Regions from separate parts of the Sus scrofa genome. Here regions 2 and 3 are each linked to region 1. Evidence: chromatin contacts called from public Hi-C and HiChIP or PLAC-seq data. All regions are on one chromosome and are shown on one strand. The core of a region is the stretch at or near the end of the contact, and the rest is flanking DNA. Distances in the headings are between cores, read along the strand shown.

Region 1 (3,326 bases), core at 431-2,930:
TGTGGCTCTGGCGTAGGCTGGCAGCAATAGCTCCGATTCGACCCCTAGCCTGGGAACCTCCATATGCCGTGAGAGCGGCCCAAGAAATAGCAAAAAGACAAAAAAAAAGAAAGAAAGAAAGAAAGAAAGACTGACCTTTGTCATCTACTCGTAATGTGACATTGAGCCAGTGACTAACCTTTTCTCAACCTCCTTTTCTTTACCTGTAAAATGCAAATAACATTTCTTCATAGAGAGCTTGCAGAGTTCAAAGGAGATGAACAGAAAAGGGACATTTGTGATGGTTAGAAAAAAGTGTCTGGCACATAGGATTCAACTAGCACTAATTTTTTTCATTTCTGGAAAAATTCTTCCACTGGTTTGTGTGCCCTACAGTGCCTGGTGTAGGTCTTTGCTCAACAGCACATTTATAGTAAATATTTGTTGATTTGTTTCATATACGGAACCTTACCTGACTCTGATAAAGGTATTTATGTCTGATTTCATACTTGGAAAACCCTAACAGAGATTTGAAGAACACACACTTGTCTGATGATTCAGTATGCGTTTTGCCCATGAGTGGGCTAGCAAGGATTTCCTTCATTTTTGTAATTTGAGTTTATCTACAGCAGTGCTTCTCAAATGGGGAGGTGGAGACAAATTTGCTCCCCAGGGGATCCTTGGCAATGTCTGGAGCTGTGTTTGGATGTCATAACTTGAGAGGGTGTTACAGGTGTATCTACTGGTACACACCAAAGATGCTGCTCAGGATCCTGCCATGGGAAGGACAGCCCTTCCCCCTCCTCAATAAAGAGTTATCTGTCCCCAAATGTCATTAGTGTCAAGTTGGAAAAACCTCACTCTAAAGAGGAAGCAATCACCATTCTTAGGATCACTCCCTTTCCTGAACTCTCTGCTATGCTAGATTCATGAGACAGAGGGGAGAGCACAGAGCCAGAAGAGATCAACTGTTGGTCAAATACATGATGCGTGGTCAGTGGAGAATCGATGGGCCAGCAATGAAAGAATTCTTCTCAGCTCAGGTGCTTCTAGGAGCCCTGAGCTGGTAGCACCATTTTCATCCCCAACGCACCAAGGCATTATTGCCATGGGTGTCTGATTATTCTCTTCCTGAATAATGTCTCCTAGATCCCCCACACAATTTAACATGGAAACCAACGTGAAAGCCCTCTATGAAGGGTACTAGATACATTAAGTTCTTGAATCCAAGCTGATAATTGTAGTAATGTGAGACTGACTTAATGGGACCAGAACCCTTGTAAATGTTAATTCATTCTCAGAGTTTCCCAAAGAAACAACTGCTTTTATAAGAAGGTCAAATGTCTATCTTATACTGACACATCGAGGCTGTGAATAAATGTGGTTATAACACCGGTTTCCTCTCTCGGAAATTTCCTGCATTGGTGGCTTGGTTCTTTTTTTAAGTTAAATATAATCTAGCTGAATATTTGCAAAATGTTTTTGCTTTGTTCTCTTACTTTCTTTTTTCATTGCCACCTCTCCCTCCTCCATCCAACTTTCTTTTTTCCTTTGTTACTTCCTTCCATATTTTATTTCTTGCTTTCTTTCCAACTCTAGGAACAAGAAGAAAAATTCTTAGCTGTGTTTCCTTTCTAGTTCTCTATGTGAGCGCTAGACTGATACTTTTTTAAAAATAACTTTGTGCTGCCATCTTGTGGCAAATTCAGGTATTCCACCAGTCCAATAAATGGACTTAATGGGACTGAAATGGCAGAATTATTGAAGTACCTGAAAATGTCCTGCTGGGCACTTGCAGCCCTAGTTAACTAAGAATTGAGGAGATCTCTTGACTTTAAGAGCCAGGACCCAAAGCTAAGGCCCCCTCAATCCCTACAATTCACCCTCCTTCCAAAGCCTGTGATTTCTCCCAGGAAAGGAGGCAAATTTATTGTTACCAATCTGAGTCATGAAAACCCTTGAGCATAGAAAAACACCTTCAAATACACCTATGGCATATGTTAGCTCTTTATTTTTTTATTTTTTAGGGCCACACCTGTGGCATATGGAAGTTCCCAGGCTAGAGCTGAAACTGGAGCTGCAGCTGCCAGCCTACCCCACAGACACAGCCACTCTGGATCCAAGCTGCATCTGCGAACTATGCTGCAGCTTATGGCAACACGAGATCCTTAGCCCACTGAGCAAGACCAGGAATGGAACCCACATCCTGTGAGTAATAGTAAGGTTCTTAACCCACTGAGCCACAACGGGAACTCCCATGTTAGCTCTTTAGAAGGAACTTCTCAGTTTGTAAGTGTTCAGAATTATTTTTTATCAAGTCAACCATGCAGATTCAAGAACTCCTGGATTAACGTGGGGAATTGCCTTAAATCGTGATCCTGACGTTAACCTAGGTAAGTAACCAACAGTCAAATACTTTGGGACAGGAGTTCCCGTCGTGGCGCAGTGGTTAACGAATCCGACTAGGAACCATGAGGTTGTGGGTTCGGTCCCTGCCCTTGCTCAGTGGGTTAACGATCCGGCGTTGCCGTGAGCTGTGGTGTAGGTTGCAGATGCGGCTTGGATCCAGCATTGCTGTGGCTCTGGCGGAGGCCGGTGGCTACAGCTCCGATTGGACCCCTAGCCCGGGAACCTCCATGTGCCTCGGGAGCAGCCCAAGAAATAGCAAAAAGACAAAAAACAAAAACAAATACTTTGGGACAGACGGAACACAACACAAAAAAAGTTAGCGAGATATTTGCAAAGGTCAAAATTGTATTTGTTCAACAAAACAACACATGGGTGTGTCCACTGCCTTGTTAGAGCAGAGGAGTTACACAAAATATCAAGCTGATATTTAACAAAAGCTCTGAAGGATCTGGATCCCTTAAATGATGCTGGAACCTCAAACTCAGCAGATCCAAAATGAAAGTCATCCCTCTGTTGCCCCTGTCCCAGCCTTCCCACATCCATCACTCTCACACACTCACACACACACACATGCAATCTCCATGCTACAGCCATATTGCATCTCTTTAAAAGGCTTTTTTTTTTTTCTTTTCTTTTCAGGGCTGCAACCATGGCATATGGCAGTTTCCAGGTTAGGGGTTGAATCAGAGCCTATACCATAGCTCACAGCAACGCCAGATCCTTAACCCACTGAGCAAGGCCAGGGATCACACCTGCATCCTCATGGATACTAATCAGGTTCATTACTGCTGAGCCACAATAGGAACTCCCCCCAAAATTCTCATCTGATCCTGTAACTATCCTAATGTCCTTTGAGCCCCTCCCCCACCTCAGATTAAAGTCTGAAACCCCTAACCTGTCTGATTCCTGGCCCACTTCCCTCGCCCCCCCATGTCCCA
Region 2 (3,373 bases), core at 766-3,265, 170 kb before region 1:
TGAGCAAGGCCAGGGATCGAACCCGAAACCTCATGATTCCTAGTCGGATTCGTTAACCACTGAGCCACGACAGGAACTCCATAAACTTTTATTTTTTAACAAATAGAGCTTAAAATGACTTAATCTTTATGAGGCACCTGATATGGAACCCTAGTTTAAAACGATAAAAATTAGTGTTGTTTTAGAATCTGATTACACAGGTACCATTTCTCACACACATAGGTTCCCATCAAGGCCACAAAAGCAACTTTTATAGCTAAGTAAAAGAAGAATAAGTAAATAACATATTTCATAAGACAGGAAAAAAATCCCCCTCTCTGCACTAGAACATTAGGTACATTACAGAAGGGTTTTCTTCCCCCAGAAAATCATCAGACTAAATATTAATGGTATTGCAGATGGCACTAACTGGGAAATTAATATAATACGGTTGTTGTCAGCCGTTTTCCCCCAATGATTTAACATTTTCCTAAAAATAAGACCTGCATAGATGGCACCAAATAAGTACCTTCTAACACTACCCTGACAGTGAGCTCTGATTTAATGCTGGGGTAAGTGGTGGGAGTGAGAGTGGGTGCTTTGGAAGCGCTGAAAACTGGTAGACCTTCAGAATACCCTTGAAATCAAAATGTAGATACTAGCAGCAAGAACAAAAATCAGCCCAGACCAAAAAAGTTGCTCTGTGTGCCAATTCCTCCCTTAGGTGACTAAGAGATGGATAAGGTAAAACTTAGAATTAACTAGAAGCGAATGTTGGCCATATAAAAACATGTGTTAGTACCTTAAAGTCCATTATTAAAATGGTTCCAAGTCATATTAAAGTTCCTACTTAGGAAATGTCATATAATAGTCTTGAAAATGCTACTTTTTGTTTATAAAAATATGAGTCTACTGTCAATTGATAAGCAGATAAAATTTAGCCTTTGCCAGTGATCGTCACACGTTTGGTGGAATTGGATTTTCATCTAGATCGTGAAAGCAAATCCAAGTAATAGATGATAAAACCAGAAACAGACAACTGCTAAGCTCTGCGGAGAACTGCTGAATGTCAGTCCAACCAGAGCCAGACTAAGGCTGACTTGAGTCATATATCAAATGAAGATTCTTATAGGATTGATAGTTCATTATGAGGTCAGAATCACATTCCAAACCCAATATTTAAGACATGCACACTGAACACTGCTGCCACTGTGCTATTAGGCACTATTCTTCAGGAATGAAGACAATCGGGCTTTTCTCTGTACAAGTGTCCTCATGGCTGTCAGGGCAGAATCCTCAGAGCACTAATACCTGCCTAGAAGGGAAGAGAAGTTGCTAGAAAATGGCCAAGGCAGCCAACCAAGCTCTCGGGTGCATTTTAAACCCATTTATATTTTTAATTTGGTGGTGGAAATGGTAGCTTCAACCAACTCTTGAAATGAAACAACTTCAGCCCACTCCTTTGACTAATGCCACCTCTGTTTGATAAAAGACGACACAGCAATGCTTAAAAGAGAAATCCCACGTTGATAGAGTGCCTGCAGCCGACGATGTGATCTAGATTGGGAAACTGGGTGGGAGGGGTGGGAGGGGTGGGAGTGGAGGAGAAGTTCCTCTTAAAACCCAAACTCCCCAGAAACTTTTTGCCTGAAGTTGTAAAAGTATTGGTAATTTTTTTTTTTAAATGAATTTACGCTATGTTTGACAAATGGTAAGCTCTTGAGAGCTCTGTCTCACCAGAAGCAGAAGTGTCTGGTACTGTGGGATAACAAGGCCCCCAGGGTATTTCCAACCAGCCTGGCAGCGAGAAGCAATATAATCATCTAGCAAAGGAAATAGCTTTCTTGTGCATTACCCAAGCATTGGGGTTTAGGCCCAGCAGGCTAAAGTAGGGTGGAGAAGTTTTAGAGAGTGATGTGGAGACTGGCTGGCCCCAAAAACAGACCCTACAACTCAGCATTTTCTTTGGAGAACCCACTACTTCCCCAAATTGCGTTCATAATCTTGTAGGTGCAGAAATGATCTTGTAAGTGTCCCAGGGTTGGCTAGACTTGCAAAGCTGAGTCATTCAAACAAAGCCCAGAAGTCAGTGATGTGTAAAGCTAGAATGCTAATTCAGAATTTTACATCCATGATGGCCTGAGTAGCCTCCTCTGCCCTTCTAGACAAGCTACCTTATCACCAAAGTGCTTGGTCAGCATGGATGGCAGTCAAGGTAATCAGGGCACAGTGGCTTAGAGCTGTGTTGTGTCCATCTTCAAATTGGAGATAAACTTGCGGGACAGACCAAGTGCATGGTCACTGATAGAGAGCCCTCTTCTTACACATGTCTTTGGGAGTCTCTTTTTCCTCTGTGTCCATTGCTGATGAATTCCTTTTCTGGTTGACACTTTTTTTTCTTTAACTATGTGACTACTTTCCCTTGTTTACCAGTAGCCATTCAATAGGGTCGCTTTCTATCTTTCTAGGGCTGTGCTGGTCTGGTGTGCTTGGTTCTTTTCTTTTTTCACCTTAAAAAAATGATATTTATATATTTATAAAACAATTTCCCATTCTCTGGGACTCAGAATAAAAAAGATCCATTTGAGGGGAAATAAACAGTGGAGACAGGTGTATTTCCATCCCCCAAAATCACCAAACCCAGGTCCCAGGCCCAAGTTAGGCTGATACTGACAGGAGATAAACCTGTCAGTGGTTTTAAACACAGCCTCTCTAGTCTGGAAATTATTTCCTCATTTAATGGATAGGATGCAGTCGCTCTTCCTCTCTCTCTCTCTCTCTCTCTCTTTTTTTTTTTTTTTTTTTTTTTTTTTTTTTTTTTTTTTTTTATGGCTGCACCTGCAGCATATGGAAGTTCCCGGATTAGGGGTTGAATCAGAGCTGCAGCTGCCAGCCTAGCCACAACCATGGCGACACTGGATCTGAGCCACATCTGGATCACAGCATGCAACAATACTGGATCCTTAAGCCACTGAGAGAGGCCAGGGATCAAACCCACATCCTCACAGACACTAGATCAGGTTCTTAACCCACTGAGCCACAACGGGAACTCCTAGAGTGCAGTTTCATTTCAAATCGTTAGGGGCACTTTCCCAAGTGCCACCTACATAATGGAAGGATGTGAAGATATTTGATGAAAACCTGAAGACCACGTGATGCCTTAAGAGCTGGCAGCCACGGGGGGCAGGGGGTGTTGGGCAGTGCTCAAGACTAGGCTAGAAAAAGCATCACCAAGATGACTGTGTCTCCTGGAGGTTTTATCCTTAAAGAGATTTGGTTACAGGATCACTAAGGTGTGACAATCAAAGGAGGAAGAAGGAAGGGGAAAAGATACACATCGACACCTGCCGTTTGGAGGTGTGGCAACCACATGGTGCTTCTTACTCAACTGCTT
Region 3 (3,733 bases), core at 924-3,423, 220 kb before region 1:
TGTGGAGGCCAGTGGTTTCCAGGATGTGACACCTGGACCAGCAGCATCATCAGCATCTGGAAATTTGTTCAATCCCAAACTCTAAGGACCCACCACAAACCTAATAAACCAGAAACTCTGGGGGCAGGCCCAACAATCCGTGTTTGAAGAAGCCTTCCAGGTGACGGGGATACACACTCATGGGTGTTTGGTCTAAGCCAGGGGGTCTTCCATCATCCAGCATGGCGTCCACTCCACCACCCCTTGTTCTGATCTCTGTAATGAAGAGAAAAAGAAAAGATGACTCGTCTAACACAATCTTGAGTACCTGAAGTGAATTTCCTCAGTAATTTCTTAAGATAACTAACTCTTGGGATTCTTGGTGTTGGAGAAAACTGATCTCAGCTCCAACAGAAGAGGTTAGTCAAACCCATTGAACTTGTTTTTTTCTCCATGACCTCAAAGGTGACAATTCTACCAAAAAGAGATTACATTTTTTTCTTCTACTTTCAAAAAATTGTATTTGACTTCCACAATATTGCACTTATGAAATACAATACCATCATAATCACAAACCATTCTTAGCAGATTTTTCATTTTGATAGAGTTTGCCCTGTTACCACTAAGCAAAGAGCATATTTTTTTCCAACAGACTGTTTAGCAATATTTACCCAAATATGAAATCGAAGGTAGTCATTTAATGACCACTGGACACTATGGTGCCTGGGAAAGCAGACAATTTGGAAAGGAAGTTGAGAATGGATAACTGTGACCAAGCAAATGACCATCAAGATCAGTAGAAATATCACTTATTCAAAATCAATATCCAGTAGGGGGAAAGCATACTGAGAATAAGAGTATGGCCTTTGAAGTCAGAGGGACCACAGCTATGCCACTTACTATTTACAGACCTAGGCATATTATCCATCTACCCTCACTCTATGCATCTGAAAAATGGGGATCATATTCAAATCCTCTCAAGATGATGTCCTGAGAGTTGATAACTGGATTGTGAAAAGCACTTAAAACACACTTTATTCAGTTGAAATATCAATATATTTGCTTGGATTTTTATTTTTGTTTAAAATTTAAAAAAAAAAATAAAACACAGTGACTATCACAGAGTAAAGACCCCAAAACTGTTAGGAATTATTTTTACATATTAAGTATTCCTATAATAGGCACAAAGTAGGTCAGATGCCAGAGAAGTAACAATAACTACCACATGAACTTTGCCCTTTGACTCTTAAATCTGCCCCTCTCATTCTATTATGAAAAAGTCTGTTTGGGGTTTTTTTCTTTAATACAGCACTTGGAACATATGCTGAATTCACCATATAACCTGGTAGGGCTGACCTGGCCACTAGCACCATATTTCAACAAATCTAAGATACCTTTGTTGAAAGATGTGTTATCTGAGGTACAATTCAGAAAGCAAAAATCACGGCCAATCCTAATTGCAAGATACCATCCATTTAGTATCTCAGGGGTATAATAATCCTCAATGCCAGTATAGGATATTAAGATATGCCCAATTTCAATTCAAAAGGTGAGAAAATTCTGTGTTTTAGAGTTAGTGCAACATGGTATTTTCATTTCCCCCATCACCGCCTAGAATCCACAAACATCCCTCCTGGACTATGTGTGCATGTGTGTTAAGAGGATGGAAGAGGAAGTGGTTCATGAGAAAGACATTTCACAATAGATCAGAACTGGGTTTGAGGGAAACTTGCCAGAAAATAAAACATCAGTACAACTGATCCTGCGCTTAGGGAACAGTGAAGTTCTGGACTGCCTACATGCCACATCCAAATGAGTGCAACCTGGTCAGTAATGGTACATTTATTTGGTCCCTACGCTCTGACATTCGCTTATCAGGATTACAGGCAAAATGACATCTATTCTCTGTGAGGGTTTATACACGAGTAGGAGAGACACGGAAACAATACAAGTCCCTGGTTTCAATCTATTGAGATACGCACAAAGTCTCAAAGTAGCACAGGGAAAAGGATTCATGACGGGGGCTGGGGCGAGAGCAGGGAGTGTATATGGAAAAAGATTTCCCGAGAGACAATACTTGAAGAAGGTTTTGAAAGATAACCCAGAGCAGAATGAGAAGCCAGTGAGAGCACAGAACCCACAGGAGGTGGGGGTGCATTGTGTCCACTCCAACTAACCCCGCCTTTTCTCAAGCTGTAGATCCCAGCTTCCTCCACCCCTGACCTCCACCTCCGGTCAGGAAGAGCAGTGCAAACACCCATCTGCCTAAATCAGATTTTGCAAGCTCATATGAAGTACCTCACTATTATTACATACACGAAGAAGACAAAAAAAAAAAAAAAAAAAACCTGGCACAGAGTTGGTGCTTCCCCCTCCTCCCCCCGCCCCCCACAGAGTTGACCCACTCTTGCCTTTTTTAAAAAGCAGCACTAGGACTGTGCGTCTTCAACTTGAAATACTGCTTTTCTTTCTAATTCTCTGTATTTCACGCTGCAAGATAAATGAAGGGAAAATGGGTTTATAATAAAAGATGAAGGAATCAAATTTATGAAGTTGACAGAAGTTACAAATAAGTCAGGGAGATGGAGGAAGGGGTGTGTTTTTTTTCTCTTGAGGAGGCCTTTTGCTGTGTATTTAGAAACAGTCTATGTGATCTGGGAAAGCAAGTACAAAATTGATTACTTTGTCTCCTTTCTGTTTCCAATCAATGCTGATGTGCAGTAAGGTTTTTATGATTCAAAGAGAACTCTGACCACCCTCTACACTTCAGAAGTTAACAGCTTATTTCCTTTATTCTGCCAGCTTGTGGCTGCCAATACAGGGTCCCTCCGCACATGGCAGAGTGGCCTGAACCACAAATTTCCTGCTGCTCCTTCCTTGTTTCATTTTAATAGCTGCCATTCATCAAATTGCCTTCTTCCTACATCTACCACCCACTCTACGCCCTCATTTACACTCTGATCAACACACTAGATAGCAACAGTGTGAGCAGAGATTCATATACCAGGGCGACTATATACCAGATGACTCATCTTTGGACTTTCTGGGATTTCAGAGTGAATTTGTTCACAAAGAGCTTATACCTAAGCCAAGGCTCCCTCTGATATAAAATCCCGGATACATTGCACAATGCCCTGGACACAGATTACGGTTAAGCAGCGATAGACCAAAAAAGACTAGGGTTCCAATCAAAGAGACCTCATCCCATAAATATCTTTGTATGGCAATCATGAATACACAACCTTTAGCACAATACTTGAGAAGTTAAGACATCAAAAAGTTAGTTTCTGCTACTTATAATGATCTCCAGGGTGTCCCACTCTAATTTGAGATGATGGATATTCTGGAAGAATGCAAAGCTATGAAAGAGGAGAAACAAAGTGGGAAGGGGAAGTTTGGTTTGTTTTTTTACCAGAACCTCTTTTAGCTTAAAACCCGGAAAAGCCAAACTTGGCTTCCTCATTAAACCAGCTTAGAAAGCCACAAAATCTCAGTTTTAAACCCATTTTGGTGGACCAAAGAATGTAGCAGGTTAGGTATCAATCTGATTTCATGTTCAAGTCAGATCACAGAGAATTTTTTGAGTACATGATTTATGTATTTATGTAAAGGAAAGGGAATTTGATATTTATCAGGAGCTTTGCTTTAAGTCAGTGCCAAACTCTCTCTTCCGTCTCCTGGGTCTAATGTCAGGTTGCCCTGTTTCACCCTTGGGACCACTGGGGAAATAATGGATGACAGAGAGGGGAGGGGA

The links. Hi-C and Micro-C count contacts between places; a contact is called where the count stands out from the background. HiChIP or PLAC-seq counts read pairs in DNA pulled down with a chosen protein or histone mark.
Region 2: a contact with region 1 is called in a Hi-C map of alveolar macrophages, with 4 times the contacts expected there. The contact joins two enhancer-like sites. A contact is called at or near these places in 1 of 5 promoter capture datasets (liver), 21 of 47 Hi-C or Micro-C datasets (adipose tissue, alveolar macrophages, blood and 10 more) and 2 of 2 datasets of contacts at active chromatin or transcription factors (alveolar macrophages and skeletal muscle).
Region 3: a contact with region 1 is called in an H3K27ac HiChIP or PLAC-seq map of alveolar macrophages, with 6 times the contacts expected there. The contact joins two enhancer-like sites. A contact is called at or near these places in 3 of 47 Hi-C or Micro-C datasets (all in liver) and 1 of 2 datasets of contacts at active chromatin or transcription factors (alveolar macrophages).

The regions. Positions count from the first base shown.
Region 1 is chr1:26,393,950-26,397,275 of Sscrofa11.1, reverse strand. No RefSeq gene overlaps it. Among named protein-coding and RNA genes, the nearest start is that of TNFAIP3, 90 kb to the left of the region's middle. Within about 2 kb of position 1,680, at least 7 of the 83 cell types and tissues checked have an H3K27ac peak or open chromatin away from gene starts, as enhancers often do. A contact at or near this core is called in alveolar macrophages, where this site is marked.
Region 2 is chr1:26,562,688-26,566,060 of Sscrofa11.1, reverse strand. No RefSeq gene overlaps it. Among named protein-coding and RNA genes, the nearest start is that of TNFAIP3, 79 kb to the right of the region's middle. Within about 2 kb of position 2,015, at least 12 of the 83 cell types and tissues checked have an H3K27ac peak or open chromatin away from gene starts, as enhancers often do. A contact at or near this core is called in alveolar macrophages, where this site is marked.
Region 3 is chr1:26,616,456-26,620,188 of Sscrofa11.1, reverse strand. No RefSeq gene overlaps it. Among named protein-coding and RNA genes, the nearest start is that of TNFAIP3, 130 kb to the right of the region's middle. Within about 2 kb of position 2,173, at least 12 of the 83 cell types and tissues checked have an H3K27ac peak or open chromatin away from gene starts, as enhancers often do. A contact at or near this core is called in alveolar macrophages, where this site is marked.